Regions from separate parts of the Mus musculus genome. Here regions 2 and 3 are each linked to region 1. The links are chromatin contacts, called in public Hi-C and targeted proximity ligation maps. All regions are on one chromosome and are shown on one strand. The core of a region is the stretch at or near the end of the contact, and the rest is flanking DNA. Distances in the headings are between cores, read along the strand shown.

Evidence for each region. Hi-C and Micro-C count contacts between places; a contact is called where the count stands out from the background.
Region 2: a targeted proximity ligation map of extraembryonic endoderm stem cells shows a contact between it and region 1. A contact is called at or near these places in 2 of 39 promoter capture datasets (cranial neural crest and macrophages), 7 of 484 Hi-C or Micro-C datasets (embryonic stem cells, extraembryonic endoderm stem cells, stem cell-derived neural progenitor cells and 1 more), 6 of 130 datasets of targeted methods (differentiating embryonic stem cells, embryonic stem cells, extraembryonic endoderm stem cells and 1 more) and 3 of 9 other capture datasets (adipose tissue, liver and pancreatic islet).
Region 3: a Hi-C map of the N1E-115 cell line shows a contact between it and region 1, with 4 times the contacts expected there. A contact is called at or near these places in 4 of 39 promoter capture datasets (the HPC-7 cell line, cranial neural crest, embryonic stem cells and 1 more), 5 of 484 Hi-C or Micro-C datasets (the HL-1 cell line, the N1E-115 cell line, embryonic stem cells and 1 more), 4 of 130 datasets of targeted methods (embryonic fibroblasts, embryonic stem cells and extraembryonic endoderm stem cells) and 4 of 9 other capture datasets (adipose tissue, embryonic stem cells, liver and 1 more).

Annotation. Positions count from the first base shown.
Region 1 is chr19:30,547,702-30,551,374 of GRCm38.p6, reverse strand. It overlaps Dkk1 (dickkopf WNT signaling pathway inhibitor 1), which reads left to right and starts at 1,879. Exons shown (of 4, transcript NM_010051.3): 1 at 1,879-2,241; 2 at 2,429-2,597; 3 at 3,663-3,673. The coding sequence starts at 1,996.
Region 2 is chr19:30,508,676-30,512,582 of GRCm38.p6, reverse strand. No RefSeq gene overlaps it. Among named protein-coding and RNA genes, the nearest start is that of Dkk1, 39 kb to the left of the region's middle.
Region 3 is chr19:30,489,173-30,492,685 of GRCm38.p6, reverse strand. It overlaps the pseudogene Gm17885. Among named protein-coding and RNA genes, the nearest start is that of Dkk1, 59 kb to the left of the region's middle.

The sequences.
Region 1 (3,673 bases), core at 630-3,129:
TTTAAAACCTGTTCATTGTTTTCAAATATTTTAAAGATCTGTGGGTAACTAGCCTTGCTACACAATTGCACATATTCCTAATAAAAGCCAGATAAGTACATAGGATTTAATCCATGTTAGACTTTCAACAAACCACAGGAAATTCTTCGGGATGAATGGAGTTTGGGGTAGAATTGAGGCAACATTAAAAGTTACTTGGAAGACACTTAAGTTCTGAAATCCACCAAACAGATATTTAAATATTGTTCATAATATCCCTCCTAGCTCAACTTCAGGGTTATATTTGTACAAGACTGTCATTGGCTATTGTGGGGGTGGGGGGCTTCCTAAGAATAACTATTATAGATAAAGCGGTGTCGTGAATAATTCTAGCAGATCCAGAAGCTAAGGGGCTACAAAGGACATCTCAGCTCACCCTCTCCAACAAGGATTTCAGATCATTTCTTCCTTTTCAGTCTCATACAACAGTTGCTTGTGGTCTCAGATTTATCGATCTGTTCTTAAACATTATCCATTCACATTTCTTATCTTTTGTTATTTCATGACAACTGTCTCTTTTAGCACTGTGATGGTTGGATAAAAGACTGACTTTAATAAAAGTCATTATTACATACATTACCGCTAATTTATAAGCACGGCATTCTTATGTCCATGTTGTTTCTTATTTTACACACTGGGCGAAACCCCTTCAAATTCATTCTCTGATTTAGGTTCAGCACTTCTTTTCCAGGAGGTCCTCTGTTATCTCCCTAGAGGGTTATTCCTCCTGTCCTGTCCTGTCCTGGACGAGGTTTGATTTGGGATCAAAAGCAAGCCCTCTCCTGCTCAGCGATATGAAACACTAATGAGAAAGCCGGGAGCTAAGCCTTCGGGTTTCTTATCTTCTTCTATTAACCCACCGCTGGGAACAGGGAACCAGGGAAAGAGGACTGACCAGGCTCAGGGACCCTGTCCGCTCTGGCTCAGAGCCACTTTGATCTCATGTGTCTGCTTAATCAAGTTCATCTACTGCTGGGATTGACCAGATTCAAAGAACCACATTAAATAGTTTGATTATCGGGTGCCTATTTCCCTCTCCCCTCCATCCCTGATTTAATTTCCAAACGGCAGTCTCTCGCCTCCACCCCCAACCCCCCCAAACTCACCATCAAAAGCGAATTAGTTCTTCCCTTGGCATCCTCATTTGATGTGCAAATTTTCTTGTCTTTGCACATTTTTTTTTCTCCTGGTGTGTGTAGGGTTGGGTGGGGGGAGGGAGGGAGTGGGAAGTGGGGAAGCAACTAGACAAACTTAAAAGACAAGAACCTCATTTGCAAATCGCAACGCTAAAGGGTTAATCAGCAACTATAGGAGCCACCTGGGCTTTTCACAAAACCTTTGATGAATGGCTGCTCGCATTGTATTTAATACTGAATATTATTTGCGTGCGCAGAAAGCGAGGGTACTCATATGGGGAAGAGAAGAAACGTGGTTTTGTATATTCTATCACTTTTAACTCTGACAAGGATTTCAGACAGAACTAACCCAGCCCCACAGCAGAACACTCAAGCTCACAGAGTGCACCCTCCCGCCATTTATTTATTTATTTATTTATTTATTTATAAGTTTGGGCTAGGCTCTAATGCTCTAGTGCTCTAGTGACCCACACTCTAAGGTGAGCTGGACAAGGGGACCACAGTGCAAGGGAGGGGCGAGGGGAGAGTGTCAAAGTCCTCCCTGCTTCCGACACACAAACACTCCCCCTCCCAGCTCCTCCCAAAGCTTTGAAATCCCATCCCGGCTTTGTTGTCTTCCCTGAGGAGCTGGGAGGGCTGGGAGCCTGAGTATAAAGGCAGCCAGAGGTGGCGGTGGCGGTGCAGAGCTGTGCGCCTGGCAGCCAGAGACTCCACCAGCGGAGGTCCCGAAGTTGAGGTTCCGCAGTCCAGACTCTGCAGCCAGCCGCCGTGCAAAGTGACCTCTCTTTTCCTGACCTTTGCCTGTTTGCGTCCTTCGGAGATGATGGTTGTGTGTGCAGCGGCAGCTGTCCGGTTCTTGGCCGTGTTTACAATGATGGCTCTCTGCAGCCTCCCTCTGCTAGGAGCCAGTGCCACCTTGAACTCAGTTCTCATCAATTCCAACGCGATCAAGAACCTGCCCCCACCGCTGGGTGGTGCTGGGGGGCAGCCGGGCTCTGCTGTCAGTGTGGCGCCGGGAGTTCTCTATGAGGGCGGGAACAAGTACCAGACTCTTGACAACTACCAGGTAAGAGGGGTGCTGTGATCCCGACGGGGGTCTCAGAAAGATCTAGGTGTGTGAGATTTGGGGTGTGTTTGGAATCACTGCATTAAGAGCAGCGCGCTTAAGGGGCTTTTGAAGAGGCAGATGGGGACCTTGAAGGTGTGGGTACCAGGATGCTTGAGTTGCTCACCAGTCCGCTCCCTTCCCACAGCCCTACCCTTGCGCTGAAGATGAGGAGTGCGGCTCTGACGAGTACTGCTCCAGCCCCAGCCGCGGGGCAGCCGGCGTCGGAGGTGTACAGATCTGTCTGGCTTGCCGAAAGCGCAGGAAGCGCTGCATGAGGCACGCTATGTGCTGCCCCGGGAACTACTGCAAAAATGGTGAGTCTTGGACTCCTTTTTAAATTAGAACCACCTTGCCTTTGAGGACCCAGGAATCAAATGAAATGCTCTGGTTCTGTCAAAGCTAAGGTGGCGCCACCTGCAAACGCGTGCTCATGCAAGGGTTCTCCTGACACATCGTCACTGGCTTGTGTTTGAGCACTTGAAAGTTTATCTTTCCTTGCCTCCCTCTGTGATCTAACAACAAGACCTGAAAGTGGACCCTTCCATCAAACAATTATCTTCAGGGAGCCTTGGGGCACTTGAGAAAGGGGGAGAGGTCGTTCTGAAAGGGGAGCCAGACGTTTTTTTCTTAAGGTGGACTCTGCGTGGCTTTGCCAGTCTCTCTTTCCTCTAAGGCTATTACAACTGTTGTCAACGGGGAGCTAGAATGATTAATCTCTGCTGGCCAGCTTTTAAAAGAGATCTCTGTACCGCTTACACCCCTAGCTCTCCATCCCTTCTCCCCTTTCCCTCCACCCTCAACTACCTTCAAAGAAGTACTGCCCCCACACACACACACACACAACCACAGATCCACAAAATGTTAATGTCTCAAAGAAGTCTCCAGAAATAAACTTGAGGGGTGGCTAACTTCCTAGGTTACAGCAGCATTCCAGAGTCAACTCACTAAAATCTCCGTAATATCAAAATTATACAGTAAAGTAACTAGCGGGTGAGATCGCAGTCTTCCAGGCAGCCGGAACTGCATTGCGCAGCTAGCACCCAGAGCAGAGAAGTTATTTTTTAAGATTAATTTCTTTTAAGTGACTGGATTTCTTTTTCCTAGCCCAAAGGGTAATATTAAAATAGACAGAAAAGTCTCTACTGCCTCCACTACAATTAGTAGGAAAGCATTTAAAATGGCTATACCTGAGGCGTTCCATACGATTCGACAGTACACTCATTGATACTGCTTTCTCTGGGGAGTTTTGGTAAATAGAAAGGCAGCAACAGCAGTGAGGTAACTCACAGTGGTGTCTGTATAACCCACTGCTCCTGTCTTGGCTATTAGCAGCAACAAACTACAGCCTGAGGATTAATCACTATTTCTGGTTTTCTTAGGAATATGCATG
Region 2 (3,907 bases), core at 1,148-3,647, 39 kb after region 1:
CTTTGAGTCCTGAGCGTCTCTCACCTCCCAGGTCTCTGGTATTTTCTAGAGCATCCCCCTACCTTCCACCCCACCCCCAGGTTGCATATTTCCATTCATTCTCCCATCCCCCTCATACCTGATCATGTTCCCCTTTTCCCATTCCCCTCTCCTTTTCCCCTCAGATCCCTCCCTCCCTCTGCTTCCTGTGATTGTTTTCTTCTCCCTCCCAAGTGAATTGAAGCACCCTTACTTGGGTCCTTCTGCACATTAACTTTCTTGAGTTCTGCATTCATTCATTCGTGTGTGTGTGTGTGTGTGTGTGTGTGTGTGTGTGTGTGAGTGCATGTGTGTGTGTGTGTGTGTGTGTGTGTGTGTGTGTGTGTATCAATGTGTGTGTGTTTGGAATACCCTAATAACCTTTAATTAGTCCCAAACACACACACACACACACACACACACACACACATCTAGCTGTTGATAAGAGCAAGAGATAACCCTGGAAGGAAAGTGGGGAAAGATACATTTGTGCCAAATATTATTAAATGTTAAATTTTAAAAAGTAAGATAAACAATGTGTTTTAAACTATTTTCTTTTCAGAAAAAAAGATGTCTCCACAAGAAACACACACCTCTGGTTATACCACGAGAATCATGATTCGAAGAGGTGAGATGTCAAAGTTTAGTCTGGATTTATTCATCTTTATATATTTACATTCTACAATAAACATATTCTTTTTGTAATTTGAAAGATATGAAATGGGATAAAGTGAAAATTGTTTTTTTAGGTTAAAAAAAAACCAAATTTTGTAACAGATTTAAAAGATGGGGACATGAGACATGACTAACAGAAATGTCCATTGATAGAAACAATGAGAAATGAGACTGAATGGAGATGAGATATGGCTCGGCAGACTGAGCCCTTCTCTCCTAGAAGGCCTGAATTCAGTGCCCAGTGCTCCAAACTGTCTGCAACGCCAGTTCCCAAGAATTCACTGTCCTCTTCTGACCCCCTGTCTGGGCACCAGGAGCACACACATGGGATACAGACGTACATGTAGACTAAACAAAAAATAAATAAATAAATAAATCTTGAGAAAGATAGAATGCAGCCAAGATTTGAGTCTAGAAAAATTATAAAGTGTTTCATGTCCCTTCCTTTTGTTGTTGCCAAAAGAAGAAAGGGCTAGACAGGAAAATATTTATCACCTATATTTGATGAATGGTTATGCCCAGAGTTTAAAACTTTATAAAATGCCATATGTGTTTGAAACCATGAACATTCAGAGAAGATAGGCATTATTATATAAGTTTGTCAGATACAGAAACAGGGGCCCAGGGCTGTCACTATCTTGTGCAAGGTGGTAAAATCAGTGGCAGATCTAAGAGTCAAATCCAGCTCTTTGGGATATGAGGTTTATATTTCGTTCCTTGTGTTACTATTGTCAGAGCTCTATTCTATACACCTATTTCGCTGAAATCACAAGAAAAAAAAAAAAAAAAAAGGAAAGAAAGAAAGAAAGAAACTACGCCCAAAATATTTCTTACCCTACAGAAGCTAGTGAATGTATTTTTGCTAGTAATAAAATTCTCACATCTTCACTACTGCCATTAACTGAGCAAGCCATGTTCATAACAATCCCCTCCAAAAAAAGAGAGTATGCTCTTCTACCATTCTCCACTCAGCTACAAAGCTAAATTCACAACTATTAAACTGTAAACCCTGATCACCCTGTCCACACTTTTTCCCTACAAGACGTAGTATCCATTCAAAAAGCTATCAGAGGAGATAACGCTGTGGATATGCTTAGATGCACACAATAAAGAAGCCAGCCCATTGCTTTTGCCCTGTATCCTTTGGGTTAATATTTAGCAAACTCCCTGCGGGGTTGGAACTTTCTTATGTTGTTTAGCCTTCCCTTCCTAGTCTACAGTGTGGCACCAGCTACTTGCAAGACTCATCCAGTGTTTGCTGAAGACATGAGTGGGAGCGCTCAACCAGACAGGGAGTGTGTAAAAGACAAATGGAATAAAAGTTGGAGTGGACAAATGGGTGATGGCTGAACAAGCAAGAGGGGGTGGGGGGTGGTGATAACAGGAGAGATGACAATGGCCTAGAAAGACTGTCGGAAAGAACTGTGACTGGGCGTTCCTCTCCGCTTTGATGCTAAACACAAGTCCCTGACAGCATCTTGTCATTTAGCCCAAATCCAAATGAATGCTTTGCTTTGCTTACCAGGTAAGCAAATTGAATGAAGAGGAGACACTCTCATCTCCCCAGGACTGTAAGGAAGGAGATGCTGGGAAATGTGTCTCATTATCAAACTTGGGGGAAATCCTCACACCACTTCTGTCTAAACTTGCTAGGTCTCAGAGATTCCATCTAGACACGTGGTATCCTAAGAAGTTAGCTGATAGTGTTACCACAGTGTCAGTCTCCTCATTCTTCTTGTTACATTGTTGCTTCCACTCTGTTGACCTGAAGTAACCTAGAGAGCGGCAGCATAGCCTATTAGACCATATAATCCAGTATGCCCAGAATGTACTAATTATGGGAAGTCCAGGTCATTTATTCTCTTAGTTTAGTTCTTTCTCAAGTTCTATCTACTTCATAATTACACAGCTAAAAACATGATGTTTCTTTCATCTCCTTTTGCTTCTGTAGCAGTAGCATTATCCTGTCTTCACACTGAGCTTCTAAGTATTGCAGTATCTATTCATTAACCCTCCTCTTACCTCCTCCCCTGTCTTTTTGTGTGGCTTCTGTCTCTCCATGCCACCCCTGCAGCAGAAAATGTAGCTGAACTTGAGAATCGTTTGCTTGGGCTAGTATTCTGAACACAGTCCTTTATCCAGAAGTATATGAATCCATGGTTTTAAGCCTTACTTCTTTATTATTTTTTGCTTTATTACTGTGCTATCGGGCCACTAAATGGTACAGACTTCTCAGAAATAACTGTGTTTGATTCCTCTCATAGTAAACATTAATACGGATGCTGTGTTGATAGATTTGATTGTGTTGTACACTTAATAAAAGTTGTATCATACGCTTTATAGTCAGTCATTCATCTTGGTGTCTTTTATTTATCATATTATTCTGAGATTTAGTCCTTTGTAGAATGTATTGACTTCAATCTTCCATTCTCTGCAACTCTTACGTTTTGAAATTCACCTTCAAGTTAATAAACATTTGGGCTATTTTCCGTTTAGATCAGTTATGAGTTATACTACAGTGAGACAAGTTTTGGTGTAGACATGTATTTTTATTTTTATTCGGAATATACCTAGAAGTGTCATTGCTAGATCATGTGGTAACATATTTAAATATCTTAGTGCTGCCAGACTTCCAAAGTGGTTGCAATATTTTCTATACCCTCTAGCAATGTTATAAAAGTCCCTGCTATATCTAGGGGTGGGAAATTGTGAGTTTCCTCGTCCCTCTTAGCATGGGGACTGGTATTACCATTATGTAAGTCTAGTTTAGGCAACTACATAGTTGAGATTTCATGGTGCAGCTCTATGTCATGTCTAAAAGACTTCTTGCAGCAGAAATCCTACTCTTCTGGCTCTTACAGTCTTTCCATCTCTTTCTCTGCGATGTTCCCTGAGTCTTTGATATAGGGTTGTGTTGTAGATGCACTAGTTGGGTCTACACAAGTTATCCAATCCCAAGCAGTCATCCCTAATCCCATATACACCTGAGAATGAGAATTATGTGTCTAACATTACTAATTATACAAAAGAGGTCATGAATCTGAGAAAGAGAGAGAGGGAGAGAGAGAGAGAGAGAGAGAGAGAGCTGGAAAGAAATTGAGGTGAGGGGTCAGGAGGAAATGATGTGAATATAATGTACCGGTATATGAATTTCTCAAAAAATTAAAAGAAAAACATCTAGTTTAGGGCCAGTTATATGATGCATGGGGTAAAG
Region 3 (3,513 bases), core at 271-2,770, 58 kb after region 1:
TGATTTCCTGAAAGGAGCTCAAGTCAGCAATTCCCCCTACAAGCTATCAGTTAGAGTGGCTTCTTCCTACATGAGGCATAATCGTCTATTATTTTTCCTTGTAATTTAATTTTACTGTCAAGTTTAGGAGGAATCTAGCCATCACTTGCCAGTGTTCATGATTTTGAGCATTCTGTTTTTTAACTTTGTCCTTATGGATTTATTTTAAGCTTCTTTGCTTAGGTATCCCCCTGGTTTCTTCCTTTGCAAATGGGTTTGCACTGTAAAGATTCTAAATTTGAGTTGCCCTTCTGTGATGGCTGGTCTTGGTTGTGAACTTGACTCTATCTGGAATGAACTACAGTCCGGAAATGGAGGGCACACCTGAGACCTGAATCTTAAGGCAGGAAGACACAGGTTTTTGATTCAGATCTTGAGGTGGAATGACACACATCTTTAATCCAGGTCTTGAGGCACATCTTTAATCAGGGCCATACCTTCTGCTGGAAGCCATAGAAGAACAGTGGAAGAAGGACAGATTCATTCATCCTTAGCCTGCTTGCCCTTACTTTGCCAGCACATCCTTTTCTTCACTGACATTGGAGCCTACTTCCTGGATTCCAGCTTATCTGAAAGACCAGCTGAGACACCCGGCTTCGTGGGACTGAGAAACTACTATATTCTTGGACTTTCCATTAACATCTGACCATTGTTGGATTAATCGAACTGCAGCCTATGTCATTCCAATAAATTCCCTTCACACACACACATATGCATATATGTATACACGTGTATCTATATATACATAGATATATGCACATATAAATACATATGAGAGAGAGAGAGTGTGAGAGAGAGAAAGAGAGATAGAATATTCATTTCATTCTGAAGTTCTGTGACCCTAGAGATCCTTAATACATCTTCATTTTAGAATCTCACAGTATAAAATTTTACTGTTTTTTTAAAAATATTTTTACAAATAGCTGTTTATACTCCTTTTTCTTACTCTTCCATTCTCCTATGTGATAATCAGTCTTTCTCATTTAGCTTTAAAACAATCTTGCTCAAAATTGAAGCTGAAGAGATGGCTCAGTGGTTAAGAACACTTGTTTTAAGTTCAGTTTCCAACACCCACATGGTGACTCACGTTACCCATAACTCCTTCCAAGGAATTGGATGCTCTCTTGTAGAGTCTGAAGGCACCAGGTCTGCATGTGATACACAGGCACATATGAAAGAAACACACACATACACTAGATCTAAAAGAAGAATTCTTGGACATTAGAGCCCTTTCAGGGGCTGAGTTTGTGGCATGTGATTTTTTTTTTCAGGGTTTTTAATACATTAATCTTTCACTCTCCCTGGCTGCTATTGGTTTTGAAATAGCCTTAAATATTCCAAAATTTCATAAAAAGAATTTGAAGCTTAGTGGTACCAGTGAGAGTGAAAGCCGGGGCACTGCACGGCTTATATGAGTAATAAGGAAGGAGGCCAGACTGAAAGACTGCAGAGTTACTGATCAGCAGGAGGGGGGCAGGAGGGGCGATAGAGTCAGGGGAAGCGCAGTTTCCCAGTGGTAGTTAGCCCTTGGTGACTAAGGAACAGTTCAGGCAGCTGACAGACGGCTCCCAACACCAGACACACCGGAAATGAAAAGTGTTTTATCTGTTTCTGCCTTCAGATCCCAAGTCTGCAGACTGGAGCGAGAGGCTATGTTAGACTCCTGAGTAAAATCCCGGCCATCGATGTTCTGGTTGGGCTTTGAATGTGACTAGGTCCCTAGAAGGACAGATATTCCAAATGACAAGCCAACTGACCTCACCGAATGAGCAAAATCTGAAGACCCTTCTCAGCCCCAAACTACTGAGAGCTGCAAGAAGGGACTCCAGCCTTCCAGTGCGGCAACTGTGTGGGGCCCGTCACGGCTGCTGTGGATGAAGACCATGTACCCTTCTATTTCCTTCTTTCTAACAGATTGTTTGTATACATGAGTGTTTGCTGCTTGTAGGTACGTATACCACAGGTGTGTCTCGCACACCAGAGAGAGCACAAGATACCCTGGAAGTAGAGTAACAAGCAATTATTGATGATTAGCCACGTGGGTGTTGGGATCCAAGCACAAGTCCTCTGCAAGAGTAGGAAATGCTCTTAACTGCTTAGCTGTCTTCCTAGTCCATATCTTTCCATTTATATTAGGTGTGTTCTCCTCCTCCTCCTCCTCCTCCTCCTCCTCCTCCTCCTCCTCCTCCTCCTCCTGTGTCCCCCTCCTCCTCTTCTCTGGTTTTAGTTTAGTATCTTCAGTTGTAATCTCCACGTACAGTGTGTAGTTTGGTCCAGTTCTTCCTGTGCACATATAGCATGTGTCATTGCAGTGTTTCTTCTCACCACAGTGATTTTCTTCATGCTTCACTTTCCCTCGTCATGAACCCTAGGACAGTGCGTATTAACACTTTAGGGATCTGAGGACAACATTCTGGTACAGCTGTGGCAGATGATAGATAGGATGGGGGTGATGGCTCAACCTGCTTTGCATCTACCTGCAGGTAGAAATCCAGGATACCCCCAGAGCTCTATAATGCTTTCTAAGGATAGGGGAAGCAGGGAGATATGGTGGATGAGATATGAGATTTCATGTCCCAGCATAAGGTGACGCACATAAGGACAGCATATGGATCCCCCCTCCTTTGTTCCCTGCCATGGAACAATGAATGCCAGCTGCCTCAGCTGGAAACAGTTAGTCCAGGAAGTTCGACTGTCCCTAGAAATTCCCGGTGGACCTGCATGACTTGTCTGTGACTAGCTATGTTTTTTCTGTCCTTTGTTTAATTCTTAATTTACAATTATCCTATACTTTAAAATGCATTTCATTTTCCTTTGAGTTATTTCATGTATTTTAATGTCAAATGTCTAACAGTCCTGTTTTATCTTTAGGACTTCATTACATTTCACTTTTGTCAAAATTTTTTAACATAAAATTTTTTCACAATATTTTGAATTTTTTGTCATCTAAATTTATTTCTTTCTAGCTGTATTGTCTACATTTTCTGTGTCTCAATTGTTTTATTTCTTCCTCATTTGCTTATTTGGAAAATGCTTATTAATTTCTTATTTGGTGTTAGAAAACATTATTTTATATATCTTTATATATCTTAGGACTAAGTTAAGTCTTAGATACAATCTACTCCCTTCCCCACAAAATATTCTGTTCTTATTCAATAATACCTACATAACATTATGTAATTGTTAATGTTTTATCATTAATCAGTACTTTACACCCTGTGCTATGAATAACAAATTCACATTAGTTTTCTATGAACTGTCTGCTGGTACATGAGGCTCTGAGAATAGGAATATCTGTGTCTTTTATAATTCCTGTTTGAATTTGGTATATATTTTATGCATTACTGGAAACTCTATAGCTATTCCTTTGATTTTCTCCCTGGGTTCTACTGGAGGGACTGTTTCCCAGATGAACCAAGACTGGACAGCAGCAGTGAGTTAGCATATCTTGGACATATGCCTCAGAAACAACAT